Linked DNA regions of Mus musculus: regions 2, 3, 4, 5, 6 and 7 are each linked to region 1. A link is a contact called in public HiChIP or PLAC-seq and promoter capture Hi-C data. All regions are on one chromosome and are shown on one strand. The core of a region is the stretch at or near the end of the contact, and the rest is flanking DNA. Distances in the headings are between cores, read along the strand shown. Region 1 holds the start of Scaf4 (SR-related CTD-associated factor 4). Region 2 has its middle 18 kb from the start of 4932438H23Rik. Region 3 holds the start of 4932438H23Rik (RIKEN cDNA 4932438H23 gene). Region 4 holds the start of 4930404I05Rik (RIKEN cDNA 4930404I05 gene). Region 5 overlaps Synj1 (synaptojanin 1). Region 6 overlaps Eva1c (eva-1 homolog C (C. elegans)). Region 7 holds the start of Eva1c (eva-1 homolog C (C. elegans)).

Region 1 (2,923 bases), core at 234-2,733:
TTGTGAGATGGAGCAAGTTCTGACACCACATCAACACGTGTCAAACTATGACATCAGATTCCTTCAGTGGTATTTGAAACGGGAAACATACCCCAACTTAATTCACAATAGTTTCCACTCTGTAACTGCGTTTTAAAGCATCAGTGGTCGTCTCCTCCTCCCACATCCATTCAGATAAATAAGATAGTATGGACTTTATGCCCCTAAGCAGCACATGGAACGATCAGAGATACAACTAGAGAGCTTTAAGGCGGCAGGCAGCTTTGTTCCCGGTTTGGGGAGGTTTTCACATGTAAATGTCCCTGAGGAAGGGAGCTGAGGATTAAGTACCCCGAGAGGGCGGTGCGAGGGTGAGCAGGTGGAGACCCAAGCAGCCTTACTAGCGGACTAAATGGGGCGTACACTTTGCTCTCCCATTCAACTTTTTAGGTGTCACGATGTACAGAAAGGGCACGTTCTAGATAGAAAGGCCAAGGGAACTACCGCTCTATGTTCATTTGTGAGCGTGTCAATCCAGGAGGTGGGAGGGCAGACACCCTCTCTAAGTCTCCGCCAACCGGGATCAGAGTCCAGCGGCCGCCGCGCAGCGCCGCGGCCTGAGCAACAGGAGAACCCAGGCGGCTGCTACGCCGGCCCCGGGACTCGCGGGAACTCCCGCCCCTGAGTCGGCCGAGCGCTCCGTTGCAGCCCCTGGCGGGATCCCGGCCCCGTAAAGCCGATAACGGGGCCGGGAGCAGCATAAGGGCCACGTTGAAGAAGCGGGAGTCGGCACAGGCCGGAAGGGGGCGAAGGGGCACTGGCGGGGGAGGGGCGCGGGGTCAGCCCCCGGCGGTGGCCGCGACCTCTCCCCGGCTCCAGGCCCGCTGCCCCGGAACCGGGGCAGGAAGCGTCCCCGCCCGGACTCGGTGCTCGAAAGCCCTCGGGCAGCGAGAGAAGCGGCCCCGGCGTGGCCCGCACCAGCCCTAACCCCAAGCACTCCTCACCTCCTGGTTGAAGGCGTTGACGGCGTCCATGTTCGCGCGCGTTGCGGCGGCGGCTGCGGCTGCTCCGGGCCCGCCGGTCACCTAGACCTGGAGCGGCGGCTGAGTAGGGCCGGGTGCCGGCAGGGCCCTTGGGCGTGGAGGGGGAGGAGGACGGGAGGCGACGAGCGGCGGAGGCCGAGCAGGAAGGGGCTGCGGCCGAGGCGGCGAGGCTGGGCCGGTCGAGCGCAGGCAGAGGCGGCGGGCCCCTGCTCAGTCCCGTGCGCCGGAGGAGGGATGGGAGGCGGCGGCAGCGCGGGGCTCCAACATGTCCGTTTGGCGGCGGCGGCTGCGCTCTGCGTCGCGCTGACACGGCCCCCCGCGCCCTCCCTCACGCACTGGCCCACACTGGCCCGGCCGGCGAGCGGGCGGGCCTCTCTGTCTCTCTCCTCTCTTTCGCCAGCAGGATGGCGGCAGCGACCCGAGTGCACGCCGCGCGAAGCACCCTGGGACAGCTCGGGCCTCCAAGCGCTTCCTGAGCCCGGCTCCGCCCCGCTCGTGCTTGGCTCCGCCCACGCCCCGCCCCTCCGCGCCCCACCGGCGCCGAGCCGCTAGCGTGTGACCGCGCGTTGTCGCGCGCTTTCCCGCCGGTTGCGGCTGCGGAGAGTTCCCGTCTTCTGGGCTCAGGATCCGGACGACGGCTCCCGGGGTGCATTGTGTCCGGGCAGGACTGCGCCCTGCTGCTGCGACAAACAAAGCGCGGAGGGTGAGCGTCTGCAGTCTCCAAGTCCCCTGCTTCGACTTGCGTGCGGACCTGGTGGACGCCCTGAGCAACTTCCGAGGACTGGGCTCCTGAACCCCTAACGCTAATCTCCCCAAACCCCGTTGGGTCGCTCTCGGCAGAAGTGTGTTCTGATTCACTTGAGTTCTCACCGCCTGCCGCGCGCTGCGACCGCTGTCTGTTGGGTGTGTGAAAAATGAAAGTTTTTCTGTAGAAACCTCACTTTTGTGGAGCATGAGTATAAAAGCTAGAAGGCCTGACTCGTACTGGAAGTTGGGGACTACTTCCCGTAGAAAAGGGCGAGCATCCTAAAAGAATTCGAGAAAGGAGGGGCCCTCTGGACCTTGCGCGCTGTGCTATCACCTCTCCTTGGAGGACAACCGGCTGGTACTTAGGGAAAGCAACTGGCCCTACCGAGACCAGATCCTAGCAGAGTTAGGATTTTGTTCTTAAGGGGGCATCATGCAGGTTGACATCCTGCAAAGTATGCATGCGGAAGAAAGTGGGGCCAGGAACAGCATGGCTTCGGGCCCTGGAGATGATGAGGCTGAAGGTATCAGGCACTGGAGGAAAGACAGAATGGTGTTCCGGAGGGAAGATGCACACTGCTTCTTGAAGGACATGAGTGCTGGGTTTGCGTCAACTTGGTAATAATTTAAGGAAGGAATGAGTTTGAGGGCGTAATGGCTAATCTTTGTCAATGCCTATGAACAGTGTCCTCATTTAAGTCAGCCTAGTTCAGTTAACCACCATGCCCAAGTTTATCTGGCTAGACGGTTATCTTTTCGGGCTCTAGCCATCTGAGCTGTCCCTGGGATAGTTAACTGAGGGCTTTTGCGATATGGGTAAAGTCCAGGAAAATGGCTGAGAGGAGGTAGATACCTGGGATTCAATACTGCACAGCTAACAGGAGCTGAAAAGTCAGACAGACAAGGAGCAGAGGTGTTTAAGAACAAGGTGTTTGGCCCAGCATGGTGGCACACGCCTTTAATCCCAGTACTGGGGAGGCAGAGGCAGGTGGATTTCTGAGTTCGAGACCAGCCAGGGCTATACAGAGAAACCCTGTCTCGGAAAAAAAAAAGAAAAAGAAAAATCTCAGCCCTAACCAAGGCTGTGGGTTCAACTCCGACAGGGTAAGGATCAGGAAATGCCTCTCCATAGGATAGCTGTGGTTAACAAGAAT
Region 2 (2,923 bases), core at 197-2,696, 800 kb after region 1:
CAGCTTCCTCTTGACAGGCTGTTGTTATTTTCTATGTGATACGATGGTGCTTGAAGTATGAGGAAAGATGTTTGGATTGTAAACAATCAGTTGCTTCCAAGTGCGCCACATGTTTCTTAGCGTCTCACTGCTCCTGGTAGGCTTCGGGGCTGGCCTCTCCTGTCTCCGCACATGCTCTCCTGGCGGTAGCTGGAAATGTATGAGTCTGCTTTAAAGCTGTCCTCGTATCCTCGTCCTGGTGCAAACATGTCGAAATCCTTCCCTGTCCTGTTTACCTGTTTACTGGAAGCTAATCACGCTCGAACAGGGTGATGTGCACACTGTAGCTTGCTCTGCTAATGAAGCAACTAGCGGAACCAACTGGCCTCGACGTGCCTCAGAATCAGACTGAGAAACGGCAGGGCTCTTGTGCTGCAGAGGATTTGAGAAATACCAGAGAGAGAGAGAGAGAGAGAGAGAGAGAGGGAGAGAGAGAGAGAGAGCGAGAGAGAGAGCGCAAAACTCGGGGCGTGGGGAAGGGGGCAAGGGGAAATAAGATTTAAAACCGGGACTGTAAACATATTCCAAATTCCTTCACTGTTGTTTCCTCTTTGTAAGATGCGGAGAGCGCATCTCATCGCACAGAGATAAGTAAGGATTCAAAGGCATCTTTTGGAAACCTGAGCTTGGAGGTGGAGGGCTGCCTGCAACTCATGCAGAGGATTTGGGTTTGGTTCCTAGAATCCTCATGCCAGCTCACAACTGCTCATAACTTTAATCACAGAGGATCTGACACTCTCTTTGACTTCTGGGGGACCTGCACTGCGCATAGTATGCAGACACACATAGATGCATATAAAATAAAACAAAAAAATCCTCATGGAACTATTTTGAAAAAGCTCCAAATTACACTGCTATTAAGTGTCTATTTAGAATCATAACTCAAAAATGACCTTCTTATTACTATATTGAAATAAGTATCAACAACAAAACATATTCTGTTTGCCTGGGAGATTCCCGATCATAGGATATCGCAGCATATTTTGAGAAGATCATAAACTAAGGTGAAACTGTGTGAGTGTATGAAACTCCTTTTAAATAAGTCGTACGTTTTAAAAAAATTCTCTGACAATTTCATATAGTGTATTTTGATAACTTACACACACACACACACACACACACACACACAACTTTACCCTCTCTCATTCCATCCACACACATTCTTTTTTCCAGAAGGTTCCTCTCCTGGTTTTGTGTCTTTTTTTTGCTCGTTTGCTTTGCTGCTTTTATTTTTTGGTGACCCATGGAAATCAATCAGGGTTGGGTGTGTGAAGCCTGGACGAAGCAAGTGACCAGTGACCATTCTGCTAAGGAAAGCCAAGAGTTCTTCAAGGAGAGGAGGGCCCAGGAGCCGCCCCACCCATCTTGTGCAGCTCTTCAGCAGGAAACCCAGCTGCTGGGAGCAGATAATGGCAACCGCCACACCCTAACTAGAAGCCAGCATTTCCCAGCCCAGTCTCACTGTCTCTTCTACTTCCTCTTCAGGTTATTCTCTGGGCCTTGAAGGGGATGAGAGAGCAATCTCATCTAGAACTGAACACTCAGCAGTTACTTATTTGAAATACTGTGGTCAGTTAGGGGGCTAGTTTTCTATCAACTTGACACAAGCTGGAGTCATCTGAAAGGAAGGAAACTCAATTGAGAAAATAACTCCTTAAGACCCATCTGTAGGGCATTTTCTTAATTAGCAATTGATGAGGGCGGGTCCAGCTCACTGTGAGTGGTGCTATTTCTGAGCTGACAGTCCTGGGTTCTTTAAGAAGTCAGGCTAAAACTAGGCATAGTTGCACATACCTTTAATCCCAGGACTTGGGAGACAGAGGCAGGAGAATCCCTGTGAGTTTGAGCTACATAGTGAATTCCAGGACACATACACACAAAATACATACATACATACATACACATACACATACATATATATATATAAAATACATAATTTAATTATATATGCTTTTATTATATACACACTTTGTATTGTATATAATTTTTATCATATAACAATCTGAGCAAGTCATGAGGAGTAAGTCTCTAAGCAGCATTCTTCCATCAGTTCCTGCCTCCAGGTTCCAGCTCTGAGTTCCTGTCTTGACTTCCTTTGGTGACAAACTACAGTGTGGAAATATAAGGCAAATGGAGTGCTTCTGGTTGTGGCATTTCACCATAGCAATAGCAGCCCTAAGACAATCGGCTTTCACTCACGGTCATGCACTGCGAACAGCAGCTTTGGCTTACCCCGCTGGGAACAGCACTGGTTTATGAGTATCAGCTCAGGAGACAGTTTGATACTGTGTCCCTTTAGAATCCAGTGCTAGGTTCCCCTCTGAGGCCTGTTACCCCCAACAGCGTTTGACCAGGTTTACAATACTCCCCGTGAATCCTCTTCTGGGGAGCAAGCCTCAATCAAGTGCAACCAGAAAACATAGAGTTAGCCTTCAAATAACCACGTCGCTGTCTCACTAGGGGACACATGTCTGGCAGGTTGATTTTGTAGCTTGTAGGGTGAACACAGCTGGGAAAGAGTACTGACGACCCCCACCCCCACCCCAGCAGCCCACAGAGCACCTGAAAGGGTCCTAACAGGCCTGAGCATGGCAGACCACCCCCCAAACCCCCAGCAGCCCACAGAGCACCTGCAGGAGCCCTAACAGCCCAAACATGCAGACATTGCAAACAGTTTTCATTCTTTTACCCCCTTTCCTCTTCCTTGCTGAAAATCATTACATTCCTAAGCTAGACCCCAAGGTCCATTCCGTTATTTGGCCACTTCCTCTTCTTGAGGCTGACTACCAAGGTCCTGCTATCAAAATATTGAAGTTCAGCAATTAAAAGTTCCCTTTGGCTCACCTATTAACATGCTCAATTCAAACTAACCAACTCACTCTAC
Region 3 (2,923 bases), core at 198-2,697, 780 kb after region 1:
TTACAATTTTATGCTTAACGAGATAAATCAAGTGGGTTCTGTTATCCATAAACCCTTCAGAAACAGCCTTTGAAAAAGAAACGGGTGTAAATTAGTTAATGAGTTCAAGTTCATCGTTAGAAGAGAAGCTAATGGAAGCTGAGTGTGGCTTCAGTTAGCACAGGTGTGAGAAGTGATAGGAAAACTAGCCAGAGAGAGCCCCAGGAGTCCCTAACCAAACTGGGCAGTTACCTGTCCTTCTTCTGAACACGGAGAAGCTGACGATGAGAGAAACTTTCAAGTTTTCCCCTGGAGCGACCTGGAATTCAGGGAGGTGGTTTACTCCCTGGTATTTGAACCTGTGGCTTTGCTTAGCTGTGGCTGCCAGCTAGACAGCTTCTCCCAAGTCACACTGACTCCTGTCCCCTTACTTGTCTCTTAAAGGCACAGGCACCCGCCACTGGGTGCCAGATTCTCAACCCTGATCATATGCCAGTTTTAAGCAATGAAAAACTGGTGTGAGAAAGTTGGAAACCACGAGATAGCTGTTGAAAAGCACCAATTTCCATAAACACGTTACAGAAACTATTAGTCTCTGAAACTGCCCTATTTCTGTCAGAAATAAAAATGAAAAAAATTGTTTCCCCTCCAAACATATTGCATTATTCATTCTAAAAAAAAAAAGTTAAAAACTTAAGAATCACTTTTTTCACAACATGCAGTTTGCAAACAATAAAAGTCTGGCTTTTTAGTATTTTATAAGGTCTTTTCCCCCATAAATGCCTTTTAATCTTATTTAAGAAGTTTACTGTTTGTTCTTTAGTTCGAGTTTTCTGAGGAGGAAATGCTATGACGACTGGCATGAGCTGTAAGACACCTCTGAAGGATAAAGCAAGGCCCCCAGACATCACATCGTAGGCAGTGCTACTTCAGAGGCCTTGATTTTCTTTGCCACTCACTACGGAAAGAGCCAGGGTCTGGGGCTGCATGATCGTTATTAGGTATTAAAGATGAGCAGAAGAGCTTAAACAAACTCTTAAAAATAGAAACAAGTTCAGATCCCTATCTGTGTAGGGTCTAAATGAAAAGACCATTCCACTCCTTGCTTAGTGCCCTAAAAAGTGTTTCCTTTGCAAGACAGAGAATGGTAGTAAGCTATCCAGTTGCGTAGAAGCCCAAAGGGTGTTTGGTGGCACCCACCACCTTTACAGTGACATATTCCAGGGATGCGGCAGTTCCAGGAAGTTACCCTGATAGAGCCCCTCCAGTCGTCCCCAGACTTTCTGGCCGTACAGCAGAAGTCTGTTGAGCTGACAGGCGTTTTAAACAGAGCAGGGGCGCTACTTACATTTTGCGGCCCCACGGCAGGGCCTTGCCTGTCCAATCTGCAGACCTTGGAGCTCTTCCCTGGCCACTGCGCCTTCACCCTGGCTTGACAGCTGCTTTAATCTGCAAGCCGGGTGGAATGCGTGGTCTCGTGGTCTCTCACTTACTGTTCTTTTCTGTTTGGCCTGGTGGTTTCCATGGCAGCCAGAAGGAAGCTGACTGGCCTACCAGTTTTATTAACCAGTAGGAGAGAACCTGTCTCTTTGGGGCTGTTAAGCCGGGAAATTTTCAGAAGAAACGGGGAGTCTACTGCTGCTGTAGACTGACCACAAAGGAGAGGCGTAAATGGAAGAGATTCTACTGCAGCCGGAAGTTGCATGGATTGACTGTGGACTGCGGAGACGCCTGGACGACACTTTTACATCCACGATTTGTTCCACTCTCTTAGGCCTGATGAATTTTTACTTACGGTTGGTAAGTGCCTCAGATGGTGCAAAAACCATTCGACTGTGATTGCTCCAAAGAGAACATGAATTCATTTCTCTTTCTGGGACGTAGCCCCAGTCTCTCCCCTCTCATGAACTCATTTTTAAATGCTAGAAGCCAGAAAGTAAGTAAACATGTAAAAAAAAAAAAATCTGTGTTCATTCAGTGGTGGCTTAGTCTATTTGGGGCTGCTACAAAATGTCCTAAACTGGATGGCTTAGAAACATTTCTTAGGCCGGGCAGTTGTGGAGCACGCCTTTAGTCCCAGCACTTGGGAGGCAGAGGCAAGTGGATTTCTGAGTTCGAGGCCAGCCTGGTCTACAGAGTGAGTTCTAGGACAGCCAGGGCTATACAGAGAAACCCTGTCTCAAAAAACCAAAACCAAAAAAACCCAAACAAAACTAAACCATTTCTTAGTCTTTTGGAGACAGGGAAATCTAAGACTCTAGTCTTATATTCAATATCAGATGAGGAAGGGGCACTTCCTGGCTCATAGATGACCCCTTCCAGGGATGTCCTCACAACCCTTCCAGGAATGTCCCAGCCCCTTCTATGACTCCCAATTTCATTCATGAAGGTTCCAATCTTGTGACCTAAAATCCAGTCTTTAATGACTAATGAAGGCTGGATAGAGGAGGGTCTCACTAATGTGATACATTACGGGACCAGAGAAATGGATATAGAGTCACCTGAATATGGGATAACACTACCCACCCACCCACCCACCTATCTACCCACTGGTCCTTACCACACACAAGCACTGTGCCAGAAGGCTTGAAGGACACAGAGGTAAACAGGAGTGATTGTGGAAAACCATGTAAAGGAAGGAACAAAACCAATAGACACACATCTTAGCAATGGTGGGGCCACCTTTCTCCAGGGAGGCTGAAGTTTTTTTGATCAGGGTCCCTAAAGGATGCCCAGGAGTGGAGTGAGTCAGACACAGGAAAACAGTCCAATGACACCTTATTGAGTGGTCATTAACCAATGGTGTATGAAAGGGGGTGAAAAAAATACTTCATCTCCTTGTGAGGGCTGTGGCACCCACGTGGAGGTCAGCAAAAACCTCAGATGGATGTTGTCTTTACCTTCCACATGAGCCTCCCCCTCTTCCTCCCTCCCCAATTCCTTC
Region 4 (2,923 bases), core at 162-2,661, 730 kb after region 1:
CTATCTCAGTTTACAGAAAATAAGGCTTCATTCAAATTAAGCCAAAGCACAAACCCGTACGCTAAAGCTCAGAAGATCAAATTCAGGGAGAAGGTTCTCAAGAACCTTTTTTTTATAAACTGTTGAACTCGCGAGTTACAACCAAAACAGAGATCAGAATCGGGCAGGTGAAAACACGTGACTTACAGAGCACAGCCACAGCCCCAGACTCGAACATGAGACATTCTTCCTTATGCCTAGTTTCCACTATGAGGCTGAACGGTGGGGGATCCAATTTGTGGTAGATTCGAAATCCTTTGCTGAACGCCATTCTCCTTTCTTCAGAGGCAGCCCTGTGGAAACCAAGTCAATGCACCTGAGGTTTCCTTCTGCTGCAAGGACTGCTAGGCGTCCTCCTGAGGTCCCTCACTGACAAGTTTGATGGGGGTTGGGGGTAGAGAAAAAGAGAGCTCAGGGGTGAACGGTTTATTCCAAAAGATAAGGCGTCACCTTTTTTTTTTTTTTTCTTAACCAAAAGGCAAAAGGAAACGCGTCCAGTTCTCAAGATACGGCAGGACAAGGCAGGGGTTTTTAGCACCGTCGGTCCTGATTTGGATAAGGTGGATTTCCCATTTAATTTATGTTTCCCCAAAGGGAAAATCTGTAGCGTATTTTCAGTTGGGGTTGTTTATCGGCTTCCTGCTTCACGATCTGTCACTACGGGAAGGGAACTGATGGGGAAACTTCAAGCCGATCCCTAGGCGGAATGGGCAAGGGGATGGGAGGGAAGGTTAATCAGGCTGATTCAAAGCTCCTGAGGGGGCCGGAGAGGGACGGGATTATCACACCGCGGACTCTCCAGGGCGGCGGCGAAGGGCAGGGAAAGCCACACAGGTGACTGCCGCCTCCTGCCCAGTCACGAAGCTCACCGTGACGAATGGATCCCACCGCCACTCAACGAGATCCCGGGGAGCCGGGGGGAACTGAGGCACCGGGCGCTTCAGCGCCTCCATTACGCACCGCCAGAGATACCCGGGAGCCTGTGCCGACGGGGTCCTTTCCCGCCCGCTGGGTGACAGCCGCTGTCACGGCAAGCCACCCGCAGCCCCGGGGTCTCCACACAACCCGCCGCCCTCGGCCCTCGGCCGCCTCTCACCGCTTGCGACCCGGCTGCGACGGCCGCCACCGCTCAGGAAGCGTCCACCCGGCCGGCCGGCTGCCCCTGGGTAGAGCCCGGGCCGCTCCCCGCCCCCCGCCCTCCCGCCCGCTGCCTCACCTCTTCCTCCGGCTCCTCCTCCTCCTTCTCCCGCAGCCTCCGCCGCTACAGCCGCCCGAAGCGTCACTTCCGCTCCAGCAGGTCCAGCTCTTCCGCATTGCGCCGCTGCCCAGGCGGAAGGCCCGCCCCTTAGGGTGAAAGGGCGGAGCCGTTTCCGCCCACGCGGGACCGTGCTGCCGAGCAGGGCGCTTACTGGTCACCGGGTTCCTGCGGCCGCCGCGTCCTGGGTCCGTGAAGCGAGCCTCCGTCGCCCCGGGAGTGGGAAGGTGGCACGGCCAGGGGAGCCGGCAGAGGGAGGGTCCGTCCTCCTCGCGTGGAGCCCTGTAGCTCTGCCCTCCCCGCGGGCGACAGGGAGGGACTTCAGGAAAGAGCTGGGGGAGCCCGTGTTGATTCGTGCTCGAGTCGGGCATCAGGACCACCCCCTGCCGCCTCCGCAGACCTGATGGGCGATGGGCGAGTGCGAGGCGGGGGACGGTGTGCACCCCGCGCCGGCTGGGTGGCGCTCGAAGAGCTGTCCATGGTGTCTGTCGTCAGGGAGGCAGCAGGAGGCTGTTCCCTGGCTGTTTCAGTGTGTTCTCCGAGCTCCAGGGGCGATGGAAGAGTGCTCAACCGAATGCAGTGGAGAGTGGGGGAAGCCAGCAACCAGAAACTCCAGGCAGTCAAACAAAACATGGCTGTCACTGTCGATTTGCCAGCCGTGGAATTTTATAACTAAGGGCATCACACTGTTTCAAACTATCTTTTTAAACGAGACATTATGTCTAAAACTTGTGTCCAGCAGAATTATTCTGCCTATACTTCAGAGACAAAAATGGGAGGACATTGTAGTCCCTGGGGCTTTAGAGAGGAATTGAGAATCCAAGGAGCACGGCAATCATGTTCCATTTGCCTTTGCTTTCCCCTAGCCTCTTCCCCTTTTTACTTTCTTCCCAAAAGCACAATTTAAATATGACGTATTGCATAAAAACATTTCCTCTAACATGCTGTCATGTGACTCAACGCTTCTCTATTTTAGAGAAGACAAATCCACCCTAGTTTTAAAATATTAAAAGCAAACTAAACACAAGAGAAGCCACCTCCAGCCAAGGAGATACACACTTGGATTCAGTTCTTAGATCTTTTCACTTAGTCTCCTAAGAACAACTTTTACTTTTTTGTTGTGGTTACAGTAACCACAAGCTTATAATAACAATTGCTTGCTGTGAATTGTGGTTAGCCATTTTTCCCTCCCAAGAAGTGTCCATTTCAGGTGGGGACAGTCCTTTAAATAAAACAGGGATGTTTGAGAGTGGGATTTTTCTTAAGTGTGATGACTGTATATGACATGCACCGACAAAAACGGGTTCAGGAGAGCTGGCCACTGAATTGTAGTACTTTGGAGGTAGCTTTTGTTTTTTGAGACAAAGTAGCACAGAGCCCAGGCTAGTGTGCCAACCATACCTGGTTTACGTGGTGACAGACTGAACCCAAAGCTTCATGCGTACCAGGCAGGCATTCTACAAGCTGGGGGGCATCCCCAGCCCTAGGGATGAACCTTTTTATGACAACTGAAATTACCCCAAGTGGAGCTGTAATCAAACTTGCTTACCCCATCATTCTTTTCACACCAAGAATCCCTGTGAAACTACACCAAAAACTCTTTGTCAAGGTGGAAATCATGGCACTAAG
Region 5 (2,923 bases), core at 129-2,628, 680 kb after region 1:
CTCTTCCATTAGTGAAACTTTAAAAGCATGAATAAAGAAACCACCCTGCCTATGAGACACCCAGACCTCTCTGCGGGACTGGGATTGCAGCTCAAAAGCATGAGGACCTGGGCTCAGCACCAGCCTTGCCCCATCGTAGAAGATGGTATGAGATCTGGGGACTCATCTAGCCTGATACCACACTCTGGAGTAACAGCTGACATCCATGATGGTGAAACTGCCGCTGAGGTGACTTCAAGCTTGGTGGCCCCAGTTACTGTACCAGTGGCTCCCAGCCCTTCTACTTAATCTGAGAGTCCACATTATTATCATCCCACAATTATAGGCCTTCTGTTTGATAGTGCATCTTACAGACACACTAACGTATTTTCTTCCTAAGAATTATAAACATTTTAAAAACATTCTTTTCCCCTTCCTTTATTTCTTTTCTTTCATTCTTTCAAGAAAAAATAATTCTGTATGTTTAGCTACAGGTATGTATAAACAATAAATACAAAAATGAAATAAGAAAATGTTTAATTGTCAAAATTCATACCCTCCTTTTACAACTTTTCTTTATTGTATGCATATTTATAATTTTATATGTATATTGAGTGAAGAGAGCATATATGTGCCACAGGACACCTGTAGAGGTCAGAGGACAACTTTTGGGAGTTGTTTTTTCCCTTCTATGTCACTGAGGCAGGATTTATCTTGATTCCGCAGTTTTACTCCAGGCTGGACTGGTTCACAGCCTTCTGGCAACTGACCAGTTCTCATGTCTGCTTCCTAGCTGCCTAAGGATTGCAGTTGCATGCCACTGCGCTGGGGTGTTACCTGGGGCTTGCTGTGTAGGTTCTGAAGATCAAACTGATCTTCAGCATTGCAAGGCAAGTGCTTTAACGCTAGTCTCATCTCCCTGACCCCTCAAACTCCTTCCACTCCTTCTCCCTCTCTCGTCCTCTCCCTAAGAGGAAAAAACAACTTACATTCCTTTTTATTTCTGTGCATCTTTTTATATGCCTAAGTGTGGACCTGGAGTTACAGGTGGTTGTGAGCTGCCCAGTGTGTGGGTGCTGGGAACTGAGCTTGGGCTTTCTGTGAGAGCAGTGAGTGCACTTAATTGCTGGGCCACATCCCCAGCCCTCCAAGGGCCCCTTTTGTAAGACAGTGATCTCAGGAAGCAGTTACCTGTCCTGCATTTTTCTGGTTGATGAGCTGATCCCCAGCGATCAGAGAATCCCAGTTTTGTTGTCTTATGAGCTCTTTAACCTCTTCATTCGGAAGGTCAATTCGATAGTTGAAATCACCACACCAAAATACATAGTCATGGGAGAAGAGCATTCGTCCCTGGAAACACGAGACAGACAGCCTGTGCGTCACACTGTGTCTCTGCCTCACAAGGGCTTGCACTATCAGCACTGCGCCTTGAGCCCAACAATAGCAAGACAGCAGACGGAGGCACACAAACACTGCTGGTGTCTCTAAGGACTGCTCTAAGTCTTCACGACTGCGGACAGGAAATGTAGGATAAAGTGAAATGCAATGCAAAGGCTTGTCTTACAGAACCATCAGCAGAAGCTTACCATGGGGAAACTCAGTTTTCGTGCTATTTCTACAAAATCTTCATTTCTCTCTTTGACTTGGGACTGCCCTGCAGCAAAGTGGCTGCAGACGAAGCAAAGGCTGGTGGTGTGGAAGAGCATCCGAATTGCAACGGCGCCCTTGTTTCCAGTTGCACCTCCCATGCCAGTTTTCACAGTATCAACTGCAACATCCCTACAAAGCACAAGTTATGAATGGACGAGATGGCATCGCACACACTAGGGCCTTTCTTGTTATGGCATGAGAAGAGACAGAACGGTGTCTGTCACTGACCTGATAAAAGGAGCGTGCTGTGGTCTGATAAAGACAAACAGGCAGACACCCACCAGCTGCTCCGAGGCCAGCAGGACATACTTGTTGTCCCTGGAGATGGTCTTCTGCAGCTCCACTGCCCACAGCTTCTGGTTGGTTGTGCTACAAAGTATTACAGAGGGAGGGACTCCTAAGGAAAGCTTTACACGCCCTTTATACATCTGATTGCTTAAAAAAAAGAACATTTTCATGCAAGCTGCTTTTTGTTTCTGTTAAAAAGAAAATGTGCACCTTAACCAAAATAACACAGTGTTTCAGTATTTACAACTTATTCAAGAGGAGATCCGGGTTTAGTGAGATGGCACGCCATGTAAAGGTACCATGGCCAAGCCTGACAGCCCGAGTTCAATCCCCATGACTCTTGGGGAAGGAGAGAACTGACCCCTGGGGCTATCCTCTGACCTCCACATACACACCATTGCACACGTGTGCCTTCATACACACATGCACCCAAACAAATAATGCTAAAATTAAAAACCCCAAGAAATAAAACAAGAGAGATAGGAAATGAGTTAGAAAGAGACGTGAGGTGAGCAACTCAGATAAACTTCACACTTTAATGTCAGGTATTGTTAGGTTAATGAGAAACATGGGCTTCTACATATCACCTTGTCTCACTCCCACTTATTTTATGAAGTCAACTTTATTATTTTAAAACTCTGTCTGTCTGTCTGTTTCCCTCCCCCACCCTATGTCATGTATGTATGTTATGTATGTATAGGTGCCCGAGGAGGCCAGAGACAGGCATTAAAAATCCCGGAGACAGAGTTACAGGTTGTTGTGAGCCATCCTATGGGATGCTGGGAACTGAACTCTGGTTCACTGGAAGAGCAGCAAGAGATCTTAACTGCTAAGTACCTCTCCTGTCCTATAAACTAATTTGTTTTTAATTTAAGAAATTTTTCTTTTAAATAATTATGGAAAAAGTTTAAAAGCCTACAATTTGTTAACTGTAAAGTAAGTCATCACATACTAATATTTAGCTTCAATATCTCTTTCCTTCCCTTCTTCTTATAAACCTGAGATA
Region 6 (2,923 bases), core at 129-2,628, 600 kb after region 1:
TTGTATGGGATAGGACTTCCCACTTCTATCTGTTTCATGCACACAGATAGTTGTATTCATTTGGCATAGCATAGAGAAGGGTAACCGGGTATTGCTTGATGCCCAAATCAATGGCTGGGGCATGTCAGGCGGGGACACATAGCTTACTGTATCCATCCAGGGTTAAGCTGGGGCAGCCCACACTGGAGCCTCTCTTGACTTGAGGGTATGAGGTCGCTGGATACTGAGGTTTTTTTTTTTTTTTTTTTACCAAACCCTTTAAATTTTCTCCAAAATTCTCTGCAACATCTCTCTAAGTCCTGCCCACCGCTCAGTCCCAAATCCACTACCTCAACCACACATTCCTAAAAATCAACCTGCGTATTCACTTCCTATTGCTCTGTAATAAAACGCTCCACATCTTAATGGGCTTCGATAAGACACGTATCATCTTGCAGCCTCTGTGGGGCAGGAATTCAGGGGCAGCTGAGAGCAGAGTTTCTTGCTTTTGGTGCGGGGATGCCTCCCGAGGTTACGTCTCTGGTTGGAGGGCTGTGCTCCCAAGGTGGCCAACCGATAGGGGGAAGTTGGCACCGATGGGGGAGAGGTTGGCACTGGTTGTTGGTCACAGGCCCAGGGTGCTTTCGTGAAGGGGTAGCTGGCTTCTTCTGGGAATGGGTGTCTATGAATAAGAAGCCAACCACCTCTCTTCTGCCATACTGTGTAGACCAGGCTTGGTGCATGTGGGAAGAGGGCGTTCATGGACATAAATTCCTAGAGAGTACTCTGGCTGCAAACTTGAGGACTATTTGGGAGACTCACTCTGAAGTCCCTCCTGCCAGTACCTGAGATGTGCCTATATTTACGGAGAGGACCTTTAAAGGGAAGGTTAAGTTGATGTGGGGTATTTTAATCAGGTCCTGAACAATCTGATTTGTGCCTTTATAACAAGAGGAAGCCAAGAGCCCAGCATGTGCAGTGTGACAGCCACATGAACACAGACAAGCCAGCCAGAGGCTCCATGGAGCCAGCCCTGATGGCACCTCAGTCGTGGACTTCCAACTTCCACAACTGTCAAGAAGCAGGCTTCTGGGTGTGCGCCTGGGGGGAGGGGTGCACTGCTGCTACCCTAGCAAATGAATATTAAAGAAGGAAGTTGCAGCTAATAAGTGACAATGGAAAGTGACATCTTACCAGTTCTGTGGGGTTGGACAGAATGAGGTCTGAGTTCTCTGTGTTGAGGGTGGCCCAGCCAGAGGCATTTCTGAAAGATCTTGGAGTGAGCCAGGCCTGTTACCACTAAAATTCATCTGGGAGAAGGGAAAAGGAAAGACAGGGGTGAGTTCAATGAGCCATCGCTGGCCCTCTGAGCGCCAGCCAAAGCAGCCCTTTAACTTGAGCTGGGCTGGGGGTGGGGGAGCCTTCCCAAAGAACGGGCACCAGGGTGTGCCTCCGCCTCGGTGTGTCATTTCCTGCTATGGTCACATTTTCTGGGTGGGCTCCAGGCATTCTACTACTTCCTTAATAAGAGAATGAAAAACCACACAATGGACCTCAAAGGCTGGGCTAAGGCTGTCCCAAGGCCAAGTGTGGGCAGGCCTGGGCTTTTTAGCCAAGATCAAGGTGCCAGGAACTCTCCATTGCCAAGACAGGGCCACTTAAGAGCAGCCAGCCCAATTATCTAAATAAACACAGGCTTGCAAGAGTGATTAACTTCAGACCTAGTGTTAAACAATTGCCAAAAAAGTAAGAATTCAAGTGGTGGAATATCTTGTTATCACATGTATTGGGGAGGAGGGAGCCTGGCAGCAACAGAAGCAAAACCCATGTGGGCGGGAAATAACCACCTTTAAAGAAACGACAAAATCCTGGGAATGGTTCGGAGCTCAGCATCAAGCAGGGCACAGCCAGCCAGCCCTGAGTCAGACCTGAATTACCTTGGCCACTTCCTGAGGTCACGGCTAGGATAAAGTCTCTGGAGATGAGATAAAGTCTTTGGGGGAAAGATAAGTTCTGTGGCCTAAGCACTGTTGAGAGTCTATCAGCAGTGGTCCTCACAGCTTAGATCTGGGGGGTTGTTTTCTTTCTTCTATCAGTCTTAAAGACTATATCCAGGATGGACGACGGATGGCGCTCAGGGAGGGGAGCTTGCCCAGCACGCACCAGGCTCTGGCTTTGATTCCAGCATTGCATAAACTGGGCATGTTGGTGCATGTCTATAATAACAGGACCTGGAGAGATGGAGGCATTTGGGGCAGAAGTTCAAGGCCATCCTTAGCTGCACATTGAGTTTTATGCCAGCCAAGGCAACATGCAACCCTGGCCGAAGAAAACTCTAGTTTTTTTTTTCCCACAGATGGTCAGGCATCCATGTCTTCATCGCTAAGAGAACATACACTTTCTAGAATATTCATTTCCATCAGCAGTATACAATGGTCCTGTCTCCCTAAATAATAGCCTGTCAATGTGTCACAGCATTCATGCTTTAGATCTTTGACAGGGCAATCGATGAGCACGAATTCCCATGGAAAGTCCCGTATCCGCCTACAAATATTTAGCTCTAAGCAGGTTCCATGTGACATTGCTTACTGTGTTAAAAAATGGGAAAAACCCCAGATGTTTCCCCTGGGTGTTACAAGTGGATGAAAATCAGGGCAGCCTTTAAAAGCAAAGCTGATGAGGTTAGAGAGAGTGGCCAGTGGTTTGAGCGTGTAAGGACTCAAGCCCCAGGACCAGCCCAACTCCCCCTGGCCGCCACAGGCACCAGCGTTTACACGCACATACCTACACGCTGACCTTCACACATCCACATAATTCAAAGTAAAAGCCTGAAATTAAATAAAGCTTATTTGCATATTTCCAAACATGTTAATAAAGGGGACAAGCCACATGCAAAGTTACATATGCGTAGCCCCATTGAGGGAGACAAATATTTACACAGAGA
Region 7 (2,923 bases), core at 301-2,800, 550 kb after region 1:
ACTCACAGTGTCAGAGACATCTGGAAGCTTCTACAGCCCCAACAGCACAATGCTGCCTGCCCCCATCCCTCAGGGAGCACGGTTCCCTTACTGGGCCCGCATCTTCATGCCCTGCCAAAGAACCTGACACACACTGGTAGCCAATCTAGATCTAGATGAGGGGATAAGATAGACGAATAGGAGGGACCCGAGGTCTGCACACTCTTTCTCCAGTGGTCTTTGTGAATTGAGCAACCTTACCTACTCTTCCAGCCTTAGTTTACCCAACATAAGACGTTCATATTAAACTTATATCCCATGATTATTGAGGCTGTGTTTTTAAAAAAGATTGTGTGTGTGTGGGGGGGGGGGCAGAGTAGAGTTCGAGTTCGTGGGTCCCCTGAGAGAGATTCAGGGTGGTTGCAAGCTGCCAGCGCTGGGTGCTGGAATCTGAACTAGTGTCCTCTGGAAAAGCAGCAAGTTCTATTAACCGCTGAGCCATCTCTCCAGCCCAAGGCTATGCAAACTGGGTCTCTCCATACAAACACCAGTATTTAGCATTTTCTTCCCACCCTCAGGATCTCAATTTGGGCGACCTAGCCCCCCGAAGGATGTGTGGCTGTCATCCTCCTAGAATCTAGTGGTCCAGCTCTGAGACAGTGCCACAGGGAGGCAGAGTGTCCTCTTGTTCTGCTGGCCTGGCCTCCGCACTCTGAGCTCTGCTCCCAGAGCAGGGCGGGGCTGGAAGCCTAGACCCGCCCTTGGGCCTCATTATCTACGTTTCCGCGTCAGGCGCGCTGGGTGAACTTGGCAAGCCCTCCCGGCGGTGGATGGGGAACACTTTGTGCCGAGCGCCCGCCCGCCCGCCGGGCCCTCCTCCTTCCCACCGGCGCCGCGGGGCCTGGACGCCTGCGCTGTTCTTAGGTCTGGGGTCTCTCGAGTGCCTAGCACCTGGCCCCGCAGCTCTGGACTCCCGCTCATCGTCCCTGGTGTCATCACCGATCTATTGGTCTACGGGTGTCCAAATGCGTAGACACCGCACGTAGTCAACAGGGTCATATAGATGCCGTGGCCCATTTTAAAACAAAGCTCAATTATAAGCGCTCAGCCGCTGTTTATTCCAGCCCAGTTTCAGATCCCCGAGGGCTGCTGTCAACTAGCACCCACAGGAAGCTCCATCCGAGCAAAAGGAACCTGGCTCGGAGCCTCGTGACTGGTTTGAGACTACCAGCTCCCTCAGGTCCGGACTGCTAGAGCCTAGGCAGATTTCTATGGTGGGCAGAAAGTTGAGGACCCAGTCTCCCATTCAGTGCGATCAGACGTACTGCGTGCTTGGTGGCTGAACAACAAGCGCTGAAGGTGGCAGAGACGGTAATGTCTCTATCTCCGGGACCTCACCTCCCACCCCCCTTCCCACGATCTCCGCTCCCCTCTAGCCAGGGCTGTACGCTGCTGCCTTGGTTCTAAAGTGCGTCACGGACGGGCACCAGCCGCGCTGCTCCACCGGCCTGGGTGAGGTTGGCGCCGAGCCAGCGCAAGCTGAGCCAGCAGCTCTTGACCATCACCCCGCCTAGAGACACCGGCGTGGAAAGCGCTCAAGCTGCGCAGCATCGGGTCGCTGCTGGAGACGCTCTCCGCTTTGGGCTCGGCGCCCCCGATCGGCCTCGGCCAAGCTCCGGAGCACGAGGTGACACCCCCTAAACTCCCTAGGCTGGCTCCCTAGGTTCATGGAGCCAGGAAGATTTCTTCTGAAGAAACTACGCCTCGGCCTCCCTGGGATCCTCGCCCCGCCCCGGGTCTCCGCCCCCTCCCCTTGGCTGGGGATCCCGGACCCGGCGGCGACCGCCTAAGAAGCTCCAGCAGCCTGGACAAGGAGGCGGCAGGGGGCCGGGAGCTGGTGGCTACAGACTCGCCCCGCCATGTGACGCGGTCCTCCTTGCCTGCGATCCCAGCGCCAGCGCCCGCGCCCAGCCGCGCCGCGCATCATGCTCCTGCCAGGACACCCGCGTCCACCACCCGCGCCCCAATCGGCGCAGAATCAGGGCCTCCGCAGGCAGGTAGAGCCTCCGGGGCAGCTTCTGCGCCTGTTCTACTGCACGGTCCTAGTGTGCTCCAAAGAGACCTCCGCGCTCACCGATTTCTCTGGTAAGAGCGCTCTTGCTTGCCTCGAGCCCGCGTTCCCCTAGCTGTTGCCCAGGTGAGTGGCCTCTGCATGGGGCACTACCTGGTTGGATTAAAGTTGAAGTGTTCTCCCTAACTAGTTATCTTGCCTCGTGGGAGCCCTTGGCATCTAGGTGGTGGTAGCAGGGAAGTCAGCCCTTATTAAGGCCGGGCTTATTTCGAGTTTCTCTAGGCTCTCTTGACTTTTGTTAGTTTCCTGGGCATCGGCGACGCAGCCCTGACCTTTGCATGTTCACCAGAGGACCCCTAAGCTGAGCCCGGACCCCTAAGCTGAGCCCGGACCCCTAAGCTGAGCCCGGACCCCTAAGCTGAGCCCGGACCCCTAAGCTGAGCCCGGTACCACGCCCAACTCTGGAAGATTGCCGTGGTCTGGACGAAGGGTTGCACTTGGCTGGCCACTCACACGATAAGGGTGCGTCCCAACCAGACTCCAGGGTACCCATGTAAGGAGACTTGTCCAGGGCACGTTGGACAGAAAGTCCAAGCCAGCCTCGAGGGGGGGAGCCTGGGAAGACTGGAGGTCTGGTGGAGATGCCCGGAGACTGATAGAAGCTGACAGAACAGAGACTGGACTCAGAGGCATGACTCTCCAACAAAAGGTGGCAGCACCCCCCCCCCAACACACACACACACACACACACACACACACACACACACACACACACGACTTTCTCCTGCCAAGTCAAAGATCAATGTGCTCTTTGGCGAATTCCTACCTGACCTCTGAGCAAAATACCTTAGCAAGGTGTGAGGCAAGGCTGCA

What was found. Promoter capture Hi-C pulls out the DNA fragments that hold promoters and counts their contacts. HiChIP or PLAC-seq counts read pairs in DNA pulled down with a chosen protein or histone mark.
Region 2: a contact with region 1 is called in a promoter capture Hi-C map of HPC-7-derived erythroid cells, with 5 times the contacts expected there. The contact joins the enhancer-like site here to the promoter of Scaf4 in region 1. A contact is called at or near these places in 4 of 39 promoter capture datasets (the 3T3-L1 cell line, HPC-7-derived erythroid cells and cranial neural crest) and 1 of 115 datasets of contacts at active chromatin or transcription factors (T-cell acute lymphoblastic leukemia).
Region 3: a contact with region 1 is called in an H3K27ac HiChIP or PLAC-seq map of T-cell acute lymphoblastic leukemia, with 10 times the contacts expected there. The contact joins the promoter of 4932438H23Rik here to the promoter of Scaf4 in region 1. A contact is called at or near these places in 7 of 39 promoter capture datasets (the 3T3-L1 cell line, 3T3-L1-derived adipocytes, the C10 cell line and 3 more) and 4 of 115 datasets of contacts at active chromatin or transcription factors (T-cell acute lymphoblastic leukemia, craniofacial prominence, large pre-B cells and 1 more).
Region 4: a promoter capture Hi-C map of pre-B cells shows a contact between it and region 1, with 2.6 times the contacts expected there. The contact joins the promoter of 4930404I05Rik here to the promoter of Scaf4 in region 1. A contact is called at or near these places in 15 of 39 promoter capture datasets (the 3T3-L1 cell line, 3T3-L1-derived adipocytes, the C10 cell line and 9 more), 3 of 484 Hi-C or Micro-C datasets (the G1E-ER4 cell line and embryonic stem cells), 8 of 115 datasets of contacts at active chromatin or transcription factors (the SCID.adh cell line, cardiomyocytes, embryonic stem cells and 3 more) and 2 of 9 other capture datasets (embryonic stem cells and liver).
Region 5: a promoter capture Hi-C map of cranial neural crest shows a contact between it and region 1. The contact joins the enhancer-like site here to the promoter of Scaf4 in region 1. A contact is called at or near these places in 10 of 39 promoter capture datasets (the 3T3-L1 cell line, 3T3-L1-derived adipocytes, the HPC-7 cell line and 6 more), 4 of 115 datasets of contacts at active chromatin or transcription factors (astrocytes, embryonic forebrain, embryonic limb bud and 1 more) and 1 of 9 other capture datasets (embryonic stem cells).
Region 6: a contact with region 1 is called in a FOXA1 HiChIP or PLAC-seq map of pancreatic cancer cells. The contact joins the enhancer-like site here to the promoter of Scaf4 in region 1. A contact is called at or near these places in 3 of 39 promoter capture datasets (the 3T3-L1 cell line, cranial neural crest and hippocampal neurons) and 3 of 115 datasets of contacts at active chromatin or transcription factors (epiblast stem cells, pancreatic cancer cells and stem cell-derived neural progenitor cells).
Region 7: a contact with region 1 is called in a promoter capture Hi-C map of hippocampal neurons, with 4 times the contacts expected there. The contact joins the promoter of Eva1c here to the promoter of Scaf4 in region 1. A contact is called at or near these places in 9 of 39 promoter capture datasets (the 3T3-L1 cell line, cranial neural crest, erythroid cells and 6 more), 1 of 484 Hi-C or Micro-C datasets (embryonic stem cells), 6 of 115 datasets of contacts at active chromatin or transcription factors (astrocytes, embryonic limb bud, epiblast stem cells and 3 more) and 4 of 9 other capture datasets (adipose tissue, embryonic stem cells, liver and 1 more).

What each region holds. Positions count from the first base shown.
Region 1 is chr16:90,283,020-90,285,942 of GRCm38.p6, forward strand. It overlaps Scaf4 (SR-related CTD-associated factor 4), which reads right to left and starts at 1,484. Exons shown (of 20, transcript NM_178923.4): 1 at 984-1,484. The coding sequence starts at 1,013.
Region 2 is chr16:91,085,350-91,088,272 of GRCm38.p6, forward strand. It overlaps a transcript of 4932438H23Rik not described here. Among named protein-coding and RNA genes, the nearest start is that of 4932438H23Rik, 18 kb to the left of the region's middle. Within about 2 kb of position 1,447, at least 38 of the 459 cell types and tissues checked have an H3K27ac peak or open chromatin away from gene starts, as enhancers often do.
Region 3 is chr16:91,067,705-91,070,627 of GRCm38.p6, forward strand. It overlaps 4932438H23Rik (RIKEN cDNA 4932438H23 gene), which reads right to left and starts at 1,448. Exons shown (of 3, transcript NM_028905.4): 1 at 1,328-1,448.
Region 4 is chr16:91,009,838-91,012,760 of GRCm38.p6, forward strand. It overlaps 4930404I05Rik (RIKEN cDNA 4930404I05 gene), which reads left to right and starts at 1,412. Exons shown (of 3, transcript NR_028368.1): 1 at 1,412-1,482. It overlaps Synj1 (synaptojanin 1), which reads right to left and starts at 1,471. Exons shown (of 32, transcript NM_001164483.1): 1 at 1,256-1,471; 2 at 187-332. The coding sequence starts at 1,353.
Region 5 is chr16:90,962,648-90,965,570 of GRCm38.p6, forward strand. Synj1 (synaptojanin 1) reads right to left here. Exons shown (of 32, transcript NM_001164483.1): 16 at 1,858-1,998; 17 at 1,566-1,758; 18 at 1,171-1,329. Among named protein-coding and RNA genes, the nearest start is that of Cfap298, 29 kb to the left of the region's middle. Within about 2 kb of position 1,379, at least 15 of the 459 cell types and tissues checked have an H3K27ac peak or open chromatin away from gene starts, as enhancers often do.
Region 6 is chr16:90,884,468-90,887,390 of GRCm38.p6, forward strand. All of the region lies in intron 4 of Eva1c (eva-1 homolog C (C. elegans)), which reads left to right. Among named protein-coding and RNA genes, the nearest start is that of Gm36363, 35 kb to the left of the region's middle. Within about 2 kb of position 1,379, at least 85 of the 459 cell types and tissues checked have an H3K27ac peak or open chromatin away from gene starts, as enhancers often do. A contact at or near this core is called in pancreatic cancer cells, where this site is marked.
Region 7 is chr16:90,829,309-90,832,231 of GRCm38.p6, forward strand. It overlaps Eva1c (eva-1 homolog C (C. elegans)), which reads left to right and starts at 1,551. Exons shown (of 8, transcript NM_001199210.2): 1 at 1,551-2,124. The coding sequence starts at 1,965.